Regions from separate parts of the Zea mays genome. Here all the other regions are linked to region 1. A link is a contact called in public Hi-C data. All regions are on one chromosome and are shown on one strand. Each heading gives the region's core, a stretch centred on a gene start, on an enhancer-like site or on the middle of the called end of the contact. The rest is flanking DNA. Distances are from core to core; before and after follow the strand shown.

Evidence for each region. Hi-C and Micro-C count contacts between places; a contact is called where the count stands out from the background.
Region 2: a contact with region 1 is called in a Hi-C map of bundle sheath, with 2.4 times the contacts expected there. The contact joins the promoter of LOC100281692 here to the promoter of LOC100273113 in region 1. A contact is called at or near these places in 4 of 25 Hi-C or Micro-C datasets (bundle sheath, ear, leaf and 1 more).
Region 3: a contact with region 1 is called in a Hi-C map of endosperm, with 2.7 times the contacts expected there. The contact joins the promoter of LOC100274540 here to the promoter of LOC100273113 in region 1. A contact is called at or near these places in 4 of 25 Hi-C or Micro-C datasets (ear, endosperm, leaf and 1 more).

Annotation. Positions count from the first base shown.
Region 1 is chr5:21,437,686-21,441,114 of Zm-B73-REFERENCE-NAM-5.0, forward strand. LOC100273113 (putative beta-13-galactosyltransferase 4) reads left to right here and starts at 1,830. Exons shown (of 11, transcript NM_001147562.1): 1 at 1,830-1,965; 2 at 2,068-2,164; 3 at 2,270-2,325; 4 at 2,437-2,639; 5 at 2,738-2,801; 6 at 2,922-2,994; 7 at 3,092-3,212; 8 at 3,325-3,412. The coding sequence starts at 2,069.
Region 2 is chr5:21,637,225-21,640,653 of Zm-B73-REFERENCE-NAM-5.0, forward strand. LOC100281692 (transparent testa 12 protein) reads left to right here and starts at 1,722. Exons shown (of 7, transcript NM_001371790.1): 1 at 1,722-2,212; 2 at 3,242-3,429. The coding sequence starts at 1,883.
Region 3 is chr5:21,575,838-21,579,266 of Zm-B73-REFERENCE-NAM-5.0, forward strand. LOC100274540 reads left to right here and starts at 1,817. Exons shown (of 7, transcript NM_001148896.1): 1 at 1,817-1,992. The coding sequence starts at 1,867.

The sequences.
Region 1 (3,429 bases), core at 580-3,079:
ACTCTACAAGTGAAGCGAAGACAACAAATCAATGTAAAATAGATAACTTGTAATGTAGATGATACTGTTTACATAGTGAAATTTAAAATAAAGATGAGATCCCGAAGGATAGGCACAAAGTCGTTCCAGCTGTGAATTGCTTCTGGAAGATGTTGCTGAATAACCGAACGGACCTTAGCCTCTTGCAAAGAAAACGCAGATCAAGCTAGTGAGGTAGAATTGTGAAAAATCTCAGCAGATCAAGCATTCGCACAGTTCCCGACCCACACTCCCCGGGCCACACGGCATAGGATCATGGCATGGGAGGGCTTACTTCCAAACAGGGGCAGAGGATGGCGCCATTGACTTGACCAACAACCGGGGAGAGGGGGGCAAAGCCGGCATTTCCTCCAGGCAGTTCAAACTCCCCTCACTGCACTGTAGAGCACAGCAAACACCCAATTAATTGTGCCACTTGAGCTATATACAGCACATAAACCGGCCGGAAATGACCTGAACGGATCAAGTGGCCGCGGGCACTGTGCCGAATAAATCTCCCGATCGAGAGAGCGCCCGAGATCCCTTCCCTCCTCCAGAGTCCAGACCCCACTCTTCCCGCCCGCGCACGCGCAGTTGGTGCGTCATGTCCGTGGCTGCCTGCCTCTGCCTGCCTTCCTTCCTCCTTGGCCTGCTGGCCTAGCTTCCCCTTCACCCCAAAGGCACCAACCAGTGGTGGTGGTGGTGGTGGTGGCAGCAGCAGCAGCCCCAGCCGGCAGGAGGAGGACCTGCGCATCATCGGGAGCCCGGGAATCTAGAGGGTGAGAGTGGGCGAGGAACGAAAAGCCGCGGCAGATAGAGAGACTTGCTCTGGACAAAAGCGAGAGCGACTGCCGCGGGAGCAGGAGGAGGAGAGAGGCCGGGACCATCGCTTGGTGCCTCCTTCAAGTTCTTGGGGGGCTGACTGCGATCATGAGCTCTCGGCGAGTGAGGAGCAGCTAGTAGGGCCCTGACGAGCCTCCGACAGCGCTGAGGCCCAGAGAGAGCCGCGCTGCCCCTGGGGTCGGTCGTCGAGAGAGAAAGAGAGATAGAGAGAGGGGAACAGAGAGTGATTGGGAAAGAGATCGATGAAGATGAGCTTCAACAAGAGCAGCGGCAGCAGGGGCTGGGGGCAGGGAGCGGCTGCAGGAGGAGGAGGAGACGAGCTGGTGCTGCGAGGCTCCATCTCCAAGAAGTGGACCTTCCTCCTCTGCTTCGGCAGCTTCTGCATCGGCCTGCTCTTCACCAACAGGTAACGCTGCCTGCGCTGCGCTGCGCCCCCTGCTTCAATTCCTCCTCCTCCTTCCTCCGGCCGGCTCTTGGTTTGGTGTTTTGGATCCGTTTCAGCGGTTCGTTCGTTCTCATATCCCACGATCGCGAATTCAGTGTCAAGTTGACACGATCTCGTATCCCTTCCCTTCTACTATTGTCTCCCAATTCCCCGTAGCACGCAAAATCCGTGGCTCTTGGCTTCGTTCGTCGTCGTCCCACGGCTCCAAGTTTCCAGCTTCTCATGGCGCCTGCCTGTCCAGCGTGCCTCGCCCTCCCTGGTCAATGGGGGGGCGTCGCGTACCTGCCGGGCAACTAGTGCCGCTGCTGTACTGTACTTCCGTCGCCCGTATCGTGCTCGTGCTCGTGCCCTCTCCACTCAGCCCAAAGCAGCAACCAGGGGGAATGAAGAGGGCCCTGGGTCCCCGCGCGCCCGTGGTGATCGTGGAAAACTTGGACCGCGCCTGTGCTGTGCTGTACTTGGGCGACGACGGCCGTGACGCGCCTTTATTTGCCGGCGAAAAAAAAAGATTCGGGGGGTGCGGCGGTTATTGCGTCGCCGGCAGGTAAGGCGGACCATTTATCCCCATCCCGTGCGGAGCCGGTCCGCCTCCGCGCGCGAAAGGCGAGCGCTGCCTACCCGTCGACGCCCGCCGCCGACAACACAGTCACAGTCTCGCAGTGCGTGGCAGGGCGCCCTGTGCCTTTTTCTTTCACCGAGGTTGCGTATGGTCAAAAGAGCTGTACTTGTTGACGGTAAAAAGGACCGTTTGTTTGATGCAGGATGTGGACGGTGCCGGAGCCGAAGGAGATCATCAGAAGGTCGACGTTGGAGGTGGAGAAGATGAGCCTTGTCGACGGCGACTGCGCTCCGAAAAGCGTACGTATCGAATGCCGCGCAGTTGTGCTTCCAGTGTTTCTGCTCCGAGCCATGGGCAGACAGACAGGTCTGTAGTGTAAACATTCTCCTCGTGGTCGGTTACAGGCCGGCGATGCAAGAGACGTTCCCGGAGAGGTTCCAAGAACTCAAGATGTCATCCAGTGAGTAACCTAGCCTAGCCTGGCTCTTGACGTAGAGCAATCCGCATTCAGCAATATGCTGTATTATCTGTTCCGACTTCCGATCGAACTGTTTTGCCTGTGATCAATCAGGACGCTGGACAGGACGATCTCGAACCTGGAGATGGAGCTAGCGTCCGCGAAGGCGACGCAGGAGTCCATGCTCCACGGCGCCGCCGGCGCCCCGGTGCCCGAGCCCACGGGGAAGCGGAAGCACTTCATGGTCGTCGGCGTAAACACCGCGTTCAGCAGCCGGAAGAGGAGAGACTCGGTCCGCGCGACATGGATGCCTCAAGGTTGGTCTTGTCTCTTGTGCGTGCTTTTCCAGAAACAAGTCTCGTCCTGCGCACTCTGAAACTTGCTCTGACCGTCGGTTGGGTTCGTTCCACTGCAGGCGAGAAGAGGAGGACGATGGAGGAAGAGAAGGGCATCGTCATTCGGTTCGTCATCGGCCACAGGTGAGTGAGTAGTTCATATATGTGACTGAAAGACGACCTGACAGCTCTCTACGCTGTTAGTTACTGATTCAGAAAAAGGAAAACAAAAACAAAACTGTTGTTCTGCTGCCATCCACGCAGCGCGACTCCCGGCGGCATACTTGACCGAGCGATCGACGCGGAGGACAGGAAGCACGGGGACTTCATGAGGCTGGTAAAACGAACTGATCCCGTCGTCCGACTCAGTACTGAACTGAAGTGCTCTTGTTGGAATGTGCATGTAATGTATGGCCTCCTCCAACCGTTGACAGGACCACGTGGAAGGGTACCTGGAGCTGGCGGCGAAGACCAAGGCGTACTTCGTGGCGGCCGTGTCCACGTGGGACGCGGAGTACTACGTCAAGGTAGACGACGACGTGCATGTGAACATAGGTGCGTACAGACTGACTACAGAACAGTGCCGTCGACGTTGATCCCATGCATGTTCAGGTCCCGGCAAGGCAAACACAGTAGACTAACGAGTTCTTTTGGAAGCGCACTGCAGCGACTCTTGGAAACACGCTGGCGAGGCACCGCTCCAAGCCGCGAGCTTACGTTGGCTGCATGAAATCTGGCCCCGTGCTAGCCCAGAAGTAAGTCCCGTCGCCGG
Region 2 (3,429 bases), core at 472-2,971, 200 kb after region 1:
AATTTTCTTGCGTTCTCAATTCATGTAGGATTGCAATTCATAGCCAACCCTAATATTGTGTTTTTCCTATTCCTATATATTCATATTCAGTGTCTATGACTTGACACTGTACATGCATGTCACGACGAAGGGCATGGTGAAAACTGCTCTATCTCTCTCGTGTGCTTGATTTTTAAAAATATATATATACTCATCGGTCCATAATAATAAAATAGAATGAAGCTACCAGGTGTTTGCTAGTAAATTTACAAAAAAATATATACATCAACAATATTATTTTTGTAAATACATATATTATAAAATAAAAGTGGTATTCTTCATAGAATGGAGGGAGGGGGTTTTCTCTCTCGATCAATTTCATCTAACTAAGAGCAACTCCAATAGTTATGTAAATTTTAGCTCTCTAAATCACAGATTTAAGAAGTTGCTAAATGACTTTTGGAGTAAAAAAATGTGAGTTCTCCAATAGTTCTCTAAATATATGTTGTAATTTTGTTTTGTATTTATCCACATAAAAAATAAGTCACAAAAACTATATAATGCAGTCAACATTTTTGTTTAGGGAGTTGTTAAATGGTTGCCAAATGTAGAGAGAAAATGAGGTTAGATGACAAGTTGTTAAATTTAGAAAGTTCATTTAGAGAACTGTTGGAGAATAGTTTTTATGTTAACTACCTAAATTATTGATTTAGAAAGTCTTTTAGAGAACTACTGGAGTTGCTCTAATAAAAAATTATTAAAATAAACTACCAAACAAACACATTACCAAAATACAAATCTTATTTAATGTTGCATATATATACCACTGCGCATTTAACTACAAATTAAACCTATTGATGCTAAAAATATTTCCATTATTGTCACATATATACAGTAGCTAAAACGATCTACAGATCTAAGGCTATCCGCACTCATACTACTCTATTTCTCTACCTTAAAAAGAATATTCTATCCTGATCAGCGAGATTCTCTACTCTATCCAATAATTCTCCGCGGTCACAATTACCCTATATATCTACTCTATACCAACTACCATTTATTATATCATATTTTTACCATACTCTATACCAACTCCATCACACGGCTGCTGTACTGCTTCCTTCTACTGCTACTGTACTGGTTCTCTAGGCCCACCTCGTCTGCTGGGAGAGAGCAGTGGCAGAGCGCTACATTTGGCGTAGAAGAGGCGGAGAGAGAGCGTAGAGTGAGATATAGAGTGCACCGTTGCAGAGCTTGTCTACTGTAAAAATTTAGCGTAGCTTTTCCAGCTGACCACTGCGGCTAGCCTAAAACGGATTGGGGGTACTCAGTGCCTCGCCGTGGGCGGTACGTCGCCCCAAATAATTAAACGGTGCTCGATGTACCTCTACGGGACCTTTTTCAGCCTTTTTTCTTTATTTTATTATTATTATTTTCCTACTACACAAGGGACCTTTTGAGCTGAGATGATGCCCAAAAACAAAAGGACGCTCATCATCAGTGACGCCCAGTCGTCGCCAAGCAGCTAGCTAGCATGCCAATAATTTTTTTCTTGTTAATGTTGTCGCAGCTGGTACTATACTACTACTACTACGCCGTATATGAATGCGCTTTTGTCTGCATGCTCAGGCTGATTCCATCCAACTTGTCTTTCTTCTCTCCTCTCCACCCATGCCCCGTCCGTCGCAGCAGGGGTTATATAGTGCCCGCGAACGGACGCGCAGGCGCCACGAAGCCGAGATCGAGCAGCTACCTCTCCGATCCGAGGCCTGAGCGAGCGAGCTGAGGACTGCAGCCTATATAATATCTAGACTAGAGTACACCACAACGACGAGGCACATATATATACACGCGGCGGCGGCCAGATCCATCTTGGTATACACGTAATATATATACACGCACGATGGGCAGCGCCGGCGGCGGTGGCGAGAGCAAGCTGGAGAGCCCGCTGCTGGGCGCGTCGTCGACGGGCCACGGCGAGGCGGTGGTGAGCGGGCAGCTGGAGAGCATCCTGGGCGACGCGTCCGTGCCGTGGGGGACGCGGATGGCGTCGGCGTCCGCGGTGGAGATGCGGCTGCTGGTGCGCCTGGCCGCGCCCGCCGTGCTCGTGTACATGATCAACTACCTCATGTCCATGTCCACGCAGATCTTCTCGGGCCACCTCGGCACGCTCGAGCTCGCCGCCGCCTCGCTCGGCAACACCGGCATCCAGGTCTTCGCCTACGGCCTCATGGTACGCCCGCCGCCGCCGCCGCCGACGCCTTTTTAATTGACTCTTCGTTACCGCAGTTCGTACGTAGTGATGGTTTTTGGTTTGTCGTCCTCCGTCGTGTCGTATTGATCTTTGCTTTAGATCCGGGCAATAAAAATGAACTCAAACGTTTGCACGTACACCCTCCCTATATATCACCATCGTGAATGAGCTATGGCTTGAATCTTATGCAAAGATATGATCGATAAAGTTACGGGCCCACATGCATGTGATATATGCATGCCGTACCATTAGTTATTGTTACAGGTCGCATCGCCTAGCTACGTACTACCTTTAAAATGAGTGCAACAAAATATAGTACTACATATATGCTTGTTCTACACATAACCAATCCATAAGAAAAAATTAAGGTACGATCTCTGTTGGGAAATCTAATTAGCACATACAGATAGATACTACTCGTCAAGCTGCTAGCTAGTTAGCTAGCTAGCTTCGTTCTACAGGACTATTCTTAAGTACACGCGTCGCTGGCACTGCGTCACCACGTGCTGATGCGACCTGATCAGTACACTATTATTGCACCAGCAACGGTTCCGTGCTACCCCAGCCAGGATCAGGGTATGGGAGCAGATAGATATATGCTAGATGCGGATGGCCGACAGCCACATGCTCTGTGTGAAGCTGGGAAATGTTCCCGTTGCACAGCCACACGCCCACACTTGCTTCGTTACGCGGATCGCGGAACCCTCACTAAAAAGGATCGGATACATGAGGCCCGGCCCGGCCCACTCTGCTCCAAATGATGGTGGTATCAGCTGCCAACGCCACCCCACGTCCCCACAGCGTAGGAGATGGCGAGATGCTGGCGATCGAGCGAATAATAACATGGTCTTTTAGCTCGTCCTCTTCCTCTCGATGATATATATAATAATAACGGGGGAAAAAAGGAGAATTAAAATAGAAAAAAAAAGACGTCACGACGACGTCCGCTCCGTCTCGCTGACGCCACGCGTTCGCACTGACTGACTCAACTGCAATCGCAATGGGCAGCTGGGCATGGGGAGCGCGGTGGAGACGCTGTGCGGGCAGGCGTACGGGGCGCACAAGTACGACATGCTGGGCATCTACCTGCAGCGCTCCACCGTCCTGCTGATGGCCACGGGGGTGCCGCTGGCGGCGCTGTACGCCTTCTCCCGCCCCGTCCTGGTCCTGCTGGGGGAGTCCCCCGAGATCGCGTC
Region 3 (3,429 bases), core at 567-3,066, 140 kb after region 1:
GCCTTTGCTTTCGCACAAATCGCCCTTTTGACTTCATTTGTTTTATTGGCCGGTTGTGTGGAATGGCCTTCTTCTTCATATATTTAGCAAGCAGCTGATCAAAAGTAGGGTCGACTCTGCTGAGTCGGCCAAACGTCTTGGAAATGTTTTGCTTCATAGTACATGTTTTAGAACATTGTGGACTGATGGTATGAGGTTGTTGCTGCTTCTGGCCATCTGCAAACCGTTCGACCTTCATAGCCGGACTATCTGCGCCTGTCCTAGACTGTCCGACCTTAGTGCTCGGATTGTCCAGCGTACGTAGGATAGGTGACCATGATCAGGTGTCCGATCGTGCTTGCCCCCCAGCGTCTCTGTTCTTTCTTTTGTCCGAAGCCTTCCGAGTAACCACTTTGCATGACATTTTTAGAGTGCGAGGATCACCAACGATGATATTTTTACATTTGTCTTTATCGGCTATGCATGGCCGAACTAAAACTTTTTTGCTCGCAGGCTCTAATGTGCTGACAGGGACGGGTGGCATGTCGATCTTCATCTCTTGAAATCGCAACCGTCCTTCATTTATAACTGATTGTATTTGCCGACGGAAGACATTACAATCATTAGTATTATAAAAAAAGAGTCATGTCATTTACAATACGCACACTCTTTCCATTCTTCTATCGGGGAATTGTATGTGACAATTTAATGTTACCATTCTTAAATAACGCATCAAATATTTTATCACACTTAGCCATGCCATTAAATGGAGGTCTCAACCTGTTTTTAGGCGATAGCCAATAAATCTCACGTGATTAAATGGATAACCACGCACGAGATAGGATAATCACCCGAGTCAATCAGATCGTAGATGCGCGGACCCTCCGAGCCCTAGGCCAGGTCATCCACCACTTTTGGTGTTCATCAAAACTGAAACTGTTTTATAGGTCTTATTTTCCATCTTGTTTGGCGTAGCTCTCATCGTTGACTCGTAAAGCTATTTAGAGCTATTATTATTTTGTGTGTAGCGCCAAATGACTCTATCTAAAGAGAGTATTTAAAAATATATATGCTACGACAAAAAAAATACCGGAAAATAGAGTCAGAAAAATAGTGGCTACGCACGTAGGGTTCACCTCACTAGATGGACCTAGCAAAGACCAACACGAGTTTTGCCACCTCATCACTTATTTCATCGTAGAAAATTTGCTCACCTTTATTTATTCTATATGGCACGTGATGTTATTTAACTCCCACAAACCTCATCAATCATACGGGACGTAAAAGCACGCGCGGGTGGGTCCGACTATAACAGTGTCGTTTACACTTAAATATAGAGTAGTAAAACATATCTTCTACTGGCGGCTATTTGAGTATATACATGAATGCATGCTTGTTTAGAGTCAACAAACCAACGGTAGTTTAAATATTTGTTTATGTACACCTTTAGCTTTTTTGTTACTATTTAAATGTTTTAAATGTGAGGCACACAAATTGTCGTCAACGACGAAGACTAGAATGCACTAGATGGATCCATTAGTAGGGGGCGATGTGGGGGCAGAACGTTCTAGTCACACTGGCACGTACTCCAGAGAGGCGCGCGCGAGCGCGGAGCAGGCCGGGTCCATAAATTGTGAGCTCGCCCTTTGGAACCGAGAGGCGTTTCCTACCCACCTTACCTTATCATTATTAGCTCCTCCAAGCAAGTCGCACACGACACATCATCATCAACAGCCTGACATGGCCGGCGACGACGGGGCGCACGGCGCGTCGGCGCGGCTGGAGGGCGTGCTGACGGACGCGTCGACCCCGTGGGCGCGGCGCGCGTGGGGCGCGGCCGCCATCGAGCTGCCGCTGCTGACGCGGCTGGCGGCGCCGGCGGTGGTGATGTACATGATCAACTACCTCATGTCCATGTCGACGCAGATCTTCTCGGGCCACCTCGGCAACCTGGAGCTCGCCGCCGCCTCGCTCGGCAACACCGGCGTGCAGATGTTCGCCTACGGACTCATGGTACGTACGCACGCAGCGCATGCACGCACAGCTAGTCATGCATGCATACTACCTTTCTCCTCCGTTTGCTCGGTTTGAATCTTCGATCCGTCGTCGACTCGTGGTGTGGATGCCTAGCTAGTTTTCCCTCCCGATTATCCGGCCGGCCGGCCTCCTCGGTTAGACTGCTGGTTTAGTTTAAATTAAATTAATTCTTTATTCACCTTTAGGTTGCTAGTAGCAGTAGCCAAGGACGAGCTACTGGTAGAGTATACAGAGTGTAGTACAGACTACACACAGTACTAGTAGGAGGCTCCTCCTATATGTGCCAGTAGTGCAGGGGCCCATTAGAAGAACTGGTCTGGACCAAATACAAAGTAGTGCAATATTACGTTTAAAATTGTCGAGGGATGTTTGAATATTGCAGCACGACCAACTTGCGGGTACGTGCGACGTACCTCTTGTCGTATTATTACAATTGTAGCCTAACCAGTAAAGGGAAACAAAGAAAAACACGGACACGACTACACGAGAGGAGACGAGAGGCAGACAAGCCAATCCTACCACGCCACCTACGGCTACGGGACGCCGGCCCGTGACACACGGGGCGAATCTATAGAGATGGCAATACCCACCGGATAATATCTCGTACTCACGACAAAAAAAATAGCTTCACCAAATCACTCATATTTGTTGGTGGGTATAGATTTACCTATACCCATACATACGGGTATGAATCACTTGTCGGGTCGTCAGTCGTCACTCGTACCCACAAAAATGAACTATTTACCAAAATCATATATTATACGAACAAGTATATCCATCTAAACATCATTACATAATTTCTAGTTTCTTTCAATGACCATTCAACGGCGCCATAGATAATTGGATAAGGTAACGACATTAGGATAGTACCACATAATATATTACATGTTCCATTACATGGTTATTAAAGTTGTTAAGCCTTTTATGACATTATCGTCCAAAAAATTGTTAAATAGTCAAAAGAGATATGGATGACTGAAGTCTAAGTTCATGTTTTTAGGCCACGTTTATAATGGGTATTTTATACCTACGGATTAACGGGTATGGGTGAGAGAGCGGAATGTTGTAGTATCCGTTTATCCGTTTGGTGAAGTTTTTTATCCAATAATAATAAAGTCATAGGTACAATATTTAGCTTATATATGCATACTCTATTAGAGTAAATATCTATCCAGGGTCGTGGGTACACTCGGCGAGCCCTCATGCGTCCTGAACCCGGATCTTGAGTTGGGACCGGGACCGGGACCGCGAGCAAACCGGACGAAATCCAGCGGGCATGGGCAAGTTGCCGCGAGGCACCCACGAGAGACCCGCTAAGTACCAAAGCTACTGGCTCCAAAACGGGGGAGGGCAGAGCGTACGTGGCCCGCGCTTTCACGTCGTCCGGCTGCAGTGAGCGGCGTGCTCGCCTGC